Regions from separate parts of the Anas platyrhynchos genome. Here region 1 is linked to region 2. The links are chromatin contacts, called in public Hi-C maps. All regions are on one chromosome and are shown on one strand. Each heading gives the region's core, a stretch centred on a gene start, on an enhancer-like site or on the middle of the called end of the contact. The rest is flanking DNA. Distances are from core to core; before and after follow the strand shown. Region 1 overlaps ATRN (attractin). Region 2 has its middle 10 kb from the start of DNAAF9.

Region 1 (5,087 bases), core at 1,504-4,003, 77 kb before region 2:
GCTGCTGTAGCAGGCAAAATTACAGGTCTGTCTAACCCAGTATCTTCCTCTGACCATGAGGAAGGATGAAAATGCTTGGGAAAGACTGTAACAAATGAAGCAAGTATGGAGCATCCTAGCCACGTAGTTATCCAGCTTCCAGAAAGCCACAGCTCAGGGGCTTTCTGACCCGGAGAATGCACCCACGCCAGCACATTTAAATAAACCATTCATCTGTGCTTGGAATTGCTTTCTCAACCATTTATACCCTTTTCACCTGGAACATCTGCAGCAGGGAGGTCAACAATTCAGCTCTGCAATGGGGGAGAGAGGACTTCTATGCTCGCTTTACATCTGCTGCCTGATCGCCCACCAGCACCCCTTGGGCTCTTCCACTACGAAAATCAAATTTTACCAGGAAGGTTTAGATGGGATAGAGGGAAGAATTCCTTCACGGAGAAAATGATTAAGAGCTGCCCAGGGAAGCGGTGGGGTCCCCACCCCTGGAGGCATTCAAGAGATGTCTGGACATGGTACTGAGGGATGTGGATCAGTGATGGGACTCCAAAGATCAGGCTGATGGTTGGCCTGGTGGGATCTTGAAGCTCCTTTCCAGCCTAGAAGATTCTGTTATTCTACTCGAGGCACAGCACAGATTGATACAACGGTTTGCCAAAATACTTGAATAAACTGAAAAGGGGAATGAACGTCTCTTGAAAAAAAATGAACTACAAGCTATTTGCCTATTGCACAAGACGGTCAGTATCTGAAAGGGAATGTTTACCCTGCTTTTGACAGAAGCCTGACAACAACAAAACAAAGCCAGTTCCTCCCTCAGACAAAAGCCATGAGAACAGCCACGAACCTGAAGTCTATTGAATGCCTTTAAGCCTTTATCTAAGCAAAGCGCATTGACTACCACCTATTAATAGCCAGCTCTTATTTTTCTGACACAGAACCCTCTTCCCCAGCAGCCCGAGTCCTTTTTCAAACAAAAGGCCAAGCTGACGCCTTAAAAGCAGAGCCCAAAAGGCTGGGCACAGCCCGTCAGGCCAGGCTGCAGGCAGGCAGCACACACGGCAGCAGGGAAAAGCAGAATTTTTCTCATTAAAAGCTCTCCTTTATCCTCTTTTTGGCCATGTTCAGAACAGAGAGCTTCCTAGGATGGGGTAAACGCATCTCTATGCCTATGGAAGATGCTCAGAGCTGTGGGCAGCAACCCATGCACATCACCCGTAAAGCACTATTTGTGGCCACAATTTTTCTGTCCCCATGATACGATACAATGATAGAGAGAGAATAACAGACACCCCGTGATCTTTATCAGCTTTTATTATAAACAGGGGGTGCTTGCACCACGAACAACAGATGAACATTACCTATGAGAGGGTAAATGTACAAGTTGTCCAACGGCCCTTCGTGCACGACTCGGAGGCTGCTGACACGAAGGCATGCTTCAAATCACCAACATGCCATAAAAACACAGGAACCTCAACTCATGTTTTGGCTAACCAGCTCCAGCACACTTGCAGATATGTAGCTCAATAAATATTTCCATGTGCGAAAGCCAATTATTTTTTCCCTTTCAGATCCCACGGATACGGGATTAAAAGGCAAAACACACTGAATTTTTTTTTTTCTCCGTGCGTAAGAGGTGCCTGTTTTGTTCTGAAATTTGAGACTTCTGATCTGAAGATCATCTCTCCCCAAAGACCATCTCCCGAAACATCAAAGAACAAAAAGCCTAATAAACTTCTCTTTGCTGTTTGGTTCATATATAGCTTTCCTTTGTAATGCAAACCGTCGGACAGTACGCCTCCACCGCAGGAAAACAGACATCTGAGTGTAAGTCAGGGGAAGGCAAACTACAGCTCGGGGACCAAAGGAGAAAATTCCTTTGTTCTGTTTTATTCTTCTTTGGTCTTATTCTTGCAGCACGTATCACTGATATTACCAGGCAATTCGGCTGGACGGCCTGCAGCAGGGAGAAAAACGGCAGCAAACACAAGCCAAAGGACAGAACAGACAGCAGTGATGAAAAGAGACAAAATCCCCCCAAATAACTGTCCCTAATAAAATGACCAACACAGGAGTGGTGTTGGTTTTCTCTTAGAAATCTCTGTTTTGGGATTTGCTTGGGCAGAAGGCAGGTACCTCTGCAGAATTAGCTCTCCCTCTTCCTTACCGTATTTTTCTGCTTTCCTGAGGACAAACAACGTGAGGGACCTTCCCTGGGTGCCAGTGACATTTACCGAGACACAGACGTGGCCAGGCTTGGATAAGAAAAGCAATTTTAGCGTCACAGGAAGTTTTATAGAAGCTATTGAGTAGTAGAGAAAAATTCCTAACAAACACAATGACTTGTGCGACTCCTGTGTAAACACCCTAAGGGGATGATATCCCACCTGTACAAGTTTTAAAAGTCCTAATGAAATTTAAGTGCTAGATTAAAGTAATTTTGTTCAGAGAAAGCAATGAACACAACAATACAGAAAGCACAGAACACAACAATAACCATCAGGTACTCAAACACAAAGGTCAAACTTCAAAAACTGTGCATAAATCAGTGCGCACAGCATCATTTTAAAGAAACCAGCGCACAGAATATTGGCATTATCTGCCACAGAAAGTCCTCTAGGCAGACTCCGAATGATAATGGATCACAGACAACTTCCTCTAAACGACAATCCAGAATCTCTCCGACTCGGCCAAGATTAGCCTATTGCACAATGCACCATCCCTCTCTCGTTTTAAAAGCTTTCCAACCATTTCACAATCACCACTACTCCAAAGCAAACAAATACTCCTACTCAGCTAAATTGCCCAATGACCCTGCTTCTGAGAAGTTGAAAGGCAAGCCCGTTTTGCCCTGAAATACTCCTATTTTGTGCACTGGACTTGTAGAGCCAGCGGCAGTCAAAACAACCGCTAGGACACCCAACTTCACTATCGCCTGCATCGTGCCTTGCTCTCTTCCCACTGCACCATGTAGCAATGGGAATTAGTTAAAAAAAATGACATCTCCTCTATTACTTTTCCATCATTTGCTATGCAAGCATCGCAAGAAGCGCGTGTTCATCCTTTTCTCTTGAGACACAACCTGCCAGCACAGCAGAGATAAAAAGCACACGGAGCTCTGCGGCTGCCTCGACAGAAACCAGTCGAAAAGATGGAGCTGTTAAAGGAGAGGGGGGAAATGCAGAATCCAGATCACAGAAGCAAAAGGATAAAGGTGACACCAAAACATTGGTGTTATATTGGCTTTCCCATCTACTGACATGCAGTGCAAAATCATTCTTTTTCTCTTTAGTGTTGAGTACTGGGAGTCAACTGGGGGCAAGTGCGCAAAACCACACCTGATTACAAAACGCTCCGTGCTTGTCAGCCACGCTCACAAGAGCAAAAACAACAATAAACAACCCCAAAATAGAAGTTACAAAAGATGAAAAACAAATCAATGCCAAAAAGAAAAGCAGGGGAGGGATAAGGAAGCATCTCAAATTTCTTGTCGTAAAGGAAAAGCTAACATTCTTGTGCAACAAGATGACTCCCAAAAGCAGACTATTTTTTAGGAAACGAAGCAATTGCAGTAATACTTAGAAAAATCTGATTACTGAGATCTGGCAATACCGTAAAATATTTTTTTTTTCTTGAAACCATCTTCTCCTGTTGCAATATGCAAAAACGCAGAAGCTGCAGCAGCAGCACAGGGCATGCCCTGCTCACAGGGCCCACCAGAGCAACAGGGCTTGTCCTAAGAAATTCAATTCTTATGTGTTGCATTTCGTCCCCGAAACAGCAGAACAAGTTGTAAACGTATTAAAGTTTGTCTCAGGAGCCTGTCAATAAGTTTTAGCGATGACGCCATGTGGTGAGTGTGACTGTAAAAGCCAAATTTCGAAAGAACATGAGCTGAAAAGCCTCAAAAGCAAAAACATTTTTTTTTGCCATAATAATGAAGTAGTTTTAAAGTTTAAAAAAATGATTTTAATATCTAACCATCATCTTTCTCTCCGGGATATTCGCCAAGGTGTTAATGCTTTTCCCTTTAAAAATAAAAATCAAAAAAGTCTGTTATCATTTAATACCTGTGAAGCTCAGTACAGGATATTTGAATTAATGGAAGGAAAAAAAAAAAACACAATATCTATCACAGTTTAAGAGAAAAGAAAGAAGAAACAGAGGATGAGGAAACTTTCTGTTCTAAACTCCTCACATATCTCAGTTTAACTTACTGGATTTATCTTCTCAAAACCTTGAAAGAGAAACTCTTTGTTCACCTTGTCAAACTGATCTGATGTTTTCTGAGGGGATTACAGGTTTAGTGAACAGAAGCAGTTCTGATACAGCGCATTTACATTTCTCTAAGAAATCTGACTTCCCACCACAAAGATATTTTGATTGATCAATTCTCACACGTTCAAAGCATCAGCTGGCTCACTGGCAAGCTCACGGAGTCGATGTAAACAGGAGAACATCATTTGGAGGTAAATTTCTAGCCAAATCCCAAATACCTTTCCTCTTCAACTTGTATCAGGTTTTTTTCAGTCAATACCCTGAAAGGTGTTGTGGATCCAAAGAAGGCAAGTAGAGCAGAATACTAAATACTTGGAGGTATTGCTAAATGGTGAAGGGAAGGGATCGTCCTGCTCTGCTCCGCACTGGTGTGGCCTCACCTCGAGCAGTGTGCGGTTTGGGCACCACAATATAAGGACATGAAGCTGTTAGAGAGCATCCAAACGAGGGCCACAAAGATGGTGAAGGGTCTGGAGGGGAAGATGTGTGAGGAGCAGCTGAGGTCACTTGTTTTGTTCGGCCTGGAGGAGGTTTTGAAGCTGAGAGAGCAACAAAATGCCAGCATTAAGCAGTCCCTTTGTCACACAAAGCATTGACACCCACACTCTGCCTATCCACGCAGCCCACAAGCACTGCTTCTTCCTACGTTGGTTAGGCCTCTGGATACTCCCTAACACAAATAATACTGACTCAAAGTGTTTTGCACCTTTCTCAGCATCAATAATCCTCATTCACAACCCCCCTGCCATGATGAGGTGATCATTAGCTCTAATCAATGGAACCAAGCTGACCGCAAGGTGTAAGCAGGGCTT
Region 2 (5,287 bases), core at 1,029-3,528:
CACGTTTCCAGCCCCAAGGTCTGCAAAAGAGGGCACGCTACAACACGGGGACACTGGGGAAGCAATAAAACCTTAAACATGCTGGTGTTATCAAGTGGGGTATATCCCCCTCCTACCCCTCAGCAGCACGTGCAGATAGCCAATCTCCTTCCCTGATGAAAAAATATATTAAAAGTCTTATTTATTTCCCATATAGATACTGCTTCATTAACTTCTCGCTACTGGGTGTCAATTTTGTCTTTCTCTGCTCTGTAATATCCAAGATCTGCTGTGTAGGTAATTCCTACGGCCGACACGCCACAGCATTTCTGCAGGGGCTACGTTGGCTGTGTCAAAACTTTGGATGGGAGGAATTTTTGAAGCAAATTATCTGGTGGTGCAGCTGGGTTTGTGCTGCTGTCGGTGGGCATGCCCCGTCCGTGGCACTCTCTCTCGAGCCCCGTTGTGCCATCCTGGGTTAGATGAGCCCTTTGGGCTTTGTGCTGTGACTGCATAAATGTTTGGCACGGGGAGCAGGCAGGAAAAATGCTTTTCACCTTTAACAAGGGGAATTAATCACTGAGGAGACAGGTTCAGCATCCCCCAGGAATGACACCGCTGTGACTCCTTTACGCAGAGTCCTTCTCCCCCAACATCTTTTGGGAGTTTCTCATCTGTGATTGCTCCCCCGACTACATTTGAGGATGGCATTGCTATTTTTCTTTCCAGCCAGTTCCCAAGCACCTGCTGTTGTCGGGTTTTAGGGCCAGGGCACTTTGTGTGTGCCTGGTACAGAGGCGGGCACTGGCTAAAGGGATCTCCCCCCTCCACTGCAGCCACTCTTGTGCTCCTAGGAATAAATAGCTGACCACAAATTAAAACAGATTAAATTAAAACCGGCTTTTAAGACACCAAACGACGCAACAGCCACTGTTTGTAGAAAAGCCCCAGAAATGAGCATCCATGCAGAAGCCAGGAGGGTGATTATTGAAGTTTCCAGCTCCTGCCTCACGCTATGGGGCTCCCTTTGGGATCCCATACGCTACCTTTAGGGGTCCAGAAGGAAGAAGCTGCTGCCGTCAAACACAGGGCACATTTTGAGGATACAGAGAGGAAAACATCCCCGGCTCTGCAGTAGCCACGGGAGGCAAAGCACCACGCTATGTTTCATAGTCAGCTTTGCACCTTTATTGTGCATATGCTGCCTCCTGGTGCCTGCAAAGCGAGGCGCTGAGCAGCTTTCCTCCAAGAGGCACGAAGCCACCAGAGAGCCAAAAATGCCAGCTCCCACCTTGCATGCACCCAGCCCCAGAGGCTTTTGGGCTGTTTGGTAGTGAATTCGGGCCAGGCTCTGCTGTTTCTGCTCGCAGCAGACAGAACCAAACCCACTGATGCACGAACAGAGAGGTTTTTGCAAGGCCACGTCCTGGGAGGCGAAACCTTCCCCGTGCAAGTCCCAGCTTCCTACACGAGCAAAATTTTCTCGGATGTGTGATCACTTTGGAGGTGTTATTTAAGTTAACAATAAGATATGTTGAAATTAATCAAAATGTGATACTTTTAAGTTAATAACCATGAAGCCTTTTGTAGCCCAAGCTCCCCTCAGTAGCATTTCGGGTGAAAACCCAGCACCAGGTGGGGTTTAGCACAGACAGCTGGCGTTCGGGGCTCTTCCTCGTGAATCATTGTCTGCCCTGCTTTTTGCTTTGCCTAAATCTTCTTCAGCTCAAGAAATGGCCGGTCACCCACGCCAAAACTCCCGATATTCACAAGCCACATCCTCCAGCTGTGCGATTTTGTGCCTCATGTTGGTGGCTGCGCGGCAGCGGAGCGGCTCCTGGCTCTGTGGATGAGCACGGACTTGTCAGGTTTGGCTGTAGAAAAATTAATAGAGCCGAAGGGAAACTTCATGCAGAATGGGAAATGTAAATTAATAGAAAGAAATGCATGCTGCCTCCTATTAAATGGAGAAAAAGCCATCCCAAGGCAATCTGCTCCTGCAGAGCATCTGCTGGGGCTGCTCCCACGACGTGCCCCGTCGTGCGACCAGGCTGTCCTCACCTCTAGGCAACCCCCGTGAGTTCTTGGTATTTTCTCTTGGGACTTGCTAAGAAAAGGTTGGTTTCTTCCTAAGAAAAAGCTGTTGGTGGCTGATTGCAGGGTGATTTACAATGCAATCGCAGTGCTAGCAACCTGCCCTTGGATTGCTCTAAATCATCTGCATCACGAGCTTTACAAAGGCTGCCACGCCACCCTTGCACTGCATGAAGATAAGCGAGGGCTGGTGATTTCACGGTTTTTGCCTTGAAATAAAACGTCAGCAGTGAAATCCCAGCCCCTTGGCCCTGCTGTGCTGCCAGAGCTCGGCCCTGCCGTGGTGAAAGCAATGAGATCCTCCAAGGTGAAGCCGTGCGTGGTACGGTCCTGGCTCATCTCCTAAACCCATGACAGCAAAGTTGACTTGACCGCCAACTGCAGAGGCTGATAGAGCAGAGGCAGAGCTCCAGACCTGAAAATTCAAAGGGTTTTAAAAGTCAGCGTGTGCTTTTACCCCAAGCAACCTCCCTTGCTGTAGCCAACTCATCCTAAAGCTCCTGTGGAGCCACAGACACCGTGCCTGCTCCCTCGTGACAAAGGCCAGGTGCAATGACATTTTTGAAGTAGATCCTGCTTGGCTCTAGTTGTCACATTTGGGATGACATTAGAGCCCAGGGAGGTGACACAGAGCTGGGTGTAAGGGCTGGTTTAAAAATGAAATGAATTTCCAAGTGAATGTCCTCTTCCCTAAGCTAAAGGTACGTTTTGTGGGTTTCCTGCTTCACAGCCAGCTTGGAGCTGCGGGGATTTCATGCGGAGCTGGGACATCAAACCCAGATCACCAAGGCACCATCATCATTTTCATGGAAATGGAAATAATTTGCACTGAATATGAACACAAAATCTAGGTGGAAACCAGGCAGAGACAGGTCTTCAGCACGGAGCGATGTGAACATTCCCCTTGCTCACCCACCTGGCTGTGCCCAGCCCTCTGGCTGCTTCGCCAACAACAACCATCTCCAATGAGCCATCTGGTTGTAAAAAACACACACAAAAAAACCATGATTTTTGGCCTTTGCAAGGTTTCTGTCACTTGCCTTTCAGAGCAGCCCAGGGCTGTGCCTTGCAAGCGCCTGTGCTGCTAGAAGTAGTGGCACATTGTGGTTTCATGAGCTGCCCCAAACACATTTGGCTTGAAATTAGTGTTGCCAGGAGGCCGTCAGGCAAAACCCCAACTGAGCTCCTTTGTTTTGGGGGTAGGCAACAGCAATAAATCGCCCGTTTCACTCAACAGCTCGCTTCCCTTTTGTTCCCCGTTAAAGACCAAGCAAGGTGATGCCCCGGATGAAAAGCTCTGGGTGAAGGCAGACGAGGGGAATGTCAAGGTCAAAGACGGGCGATTCCTCACACCCCTTCTGCTGCCACTGGAAGAAGACATCTCCTTTTGGCAGGACATCACTTTAATATCCACATTTTAGCTTCCTTTAGGCAGTAAATAGCGACTTGCTGTCCCCGATCGCATCTTAAGTGTCCTGTTTTATGCAGGAAGACATCGGTTTTCCTTGATTTTGTTCTGTTTAGGAAAAAAAAATATCATAAAAAAAGCTCTTCCTTTGTCTCCCGGAGAACAAAGAAACGTGAGCACGCTGTTGGAACAGGGAGGGCTGAGCCCATCCCCAGGGTAAAGGCACTGCCTTAATAGGGTTACATGCAGCAGAAATTTGGCTCCGAGTGTGTAATCACCGCCTGAATTAATGAAAAAAGGGCTTCTTTGGAGCAGGTTGAATAGCGCAGCTGCGGCAATTATCTCGTCACTCATCAGCATGATGACAAAATTAGTTCCAGATATAAAAACCGGCCAATGGAGGCGAGACACCTATGGTTTATTTATTTTCCCAGCTAATGACACTGGAGGTTGCCTTTCTGTCCCCATATGTTCCTCGCAGCCCCTGCCGCATGCTTGCGGCTCGCAGCAAAGCCCTCAGGGTTCACGCCAGGCAAGGCAGGGACCTGGGAAGGTTTTTTTTTTTGGTGTCAATTTGCTCCTTTTGGGGAAATCTGCCCTGGCTCTGCCTGGGCTCACCCGGCCAGCCCCCCAGCTGGGGATAGGGGGGGCTGAACTGTCCCCCAGACTGCAGTGTGCATGGATATTTGCCCCTCTCTGGGGACCCACAGAAATGTTGTGGCTTTTAGGATAATTACCAGCTTCGTGGGGCCAGTAATAACCAAGATGGGCAACGGTATTTTTGGGAGAAGCTATACACAAAGGGCTCTTGTGAGTGAAGAAGAAGAAAAAAAAAAATGTGCAATAAGACCAAGAAATTTTGTTGCCTGTTTCACAGGATTACAGACAATATCCCCCTCCTGCACTGCCCGATGAGGGCTGTTGTTGAGAAGCGTTATTTCCAGGCAAATTGGCAGCAAAACTGCCCCAGGAGATGGAAAAAAATAATGATTTTCGTTCAGGGAAGAGAACCATAGGGGACCAAGAGTGAAATGCAGCACATTGGTTGCTCTTAGACCTCAAATCAGCCCCTTTGAGCATCTGGAGCTTTGTGCACAAGAGCACCAAGACCCTCGGATCCCTGCTGTGCTCTCTTCATAGTGTGATGATGGATTTTGCTACCTGATGGTGTATCAGCGATGCTGCAAGCTGGCATCCTCCTGCTTGCCATCATCCCTTGGTGTGCACACATCATCTTGGCCAGGTTCTGCCCCAGGCTCGGTGCAAGATGACCCCAACAAGCTCTTTGACCCCCCAAATGTCCCCTACATGTTTCGCAGGGGCAGCCCCAAACCTCAGACAGCTGGTTAAGGTTTTATTCTGGATTTTGGGGGACTTTAGGTGGTGGCCACCTTCATTTAAATTACCTGCAGGACTGGAAGCTTCTATAGGAGGAAAGATTGCAATAGCTGCTGCTGGTTCACTGCACTCTCCCTTTGAAGAAGGCTTGTAAGAAGCTGCATGGAAAAATACGCAATGTGTTAGAAGACCTTTTTTTTTTTTAATATTATTATAATTCAGAGGCATGCAGAGATGTGGCTTAAATGACATTTAAATCCCAGTTTTGCTTGTGTGCCCTGCTTCCTTGCGTGAGCAGCTCCCGGGGCCCATTCTGTGCATTGTATGGCCAGCTGACAAGCAGAGCCACATAAATAACCCAGCTGCTGCTGGCGGGTGTCACGCATGACTGCCAGGAAAGGCTGACAATGCCCCTTTTCCCCAAGGAAAGCTGGCGAGGGTGAGCCGAAGCGGTGGGAAAACCCTCGG

Evidence for each region. A called contact is a pair of places that touch in the nucleus more often than the background predicts.
Region 1: a contact with region 2 is called in a Hi-C map of F1 follicle, with 6 times the contacts expected there. The contact joins two enhancer-like sites. A contact is called at or near these places in 5 of 8 Hi-C or Micro-C datasets (F1 follicle, liver, skeletal muscle and 1 more).

What each region holds. Positions count from the first base shown.
Region 1 is chr4:77,476,162-77,481,248 of IASCAAS_PekinDuck_T2T, reverse strand. All of the region lies in intron 3 of ATRN (attractin), which reads right to left. Among named protein-coding and RNA genes, the nearest start is that of ATRN, 40 kb to the right of the region's middle. Within about 2 kb of position 2,753, at least 4 of the 8 cell types and tissues checked have an H3K27ac peak or open chromatin away from gene starts, as enhancers often do. A contact at or near this core is called in F1 follicle, where this site is marked.
Region 2 is chr4:77,398,047-77,403,333 of IASCAAS_PekinDuck_T2T, reverse strand. No RefSeq gene overlaps it. Among named protein-coding and RNA genes, the nearest start is that of DNAAF9, 10 kb to the right of the region's middle. Within about 2 kb of position 2,278, at least 2 of the 8 cell types and tissues checked have an H3K27ac peak or open chromatin away from gene starts, as enhancers often do. A contact at or near this core is called in F1 follicle, where this site is marked.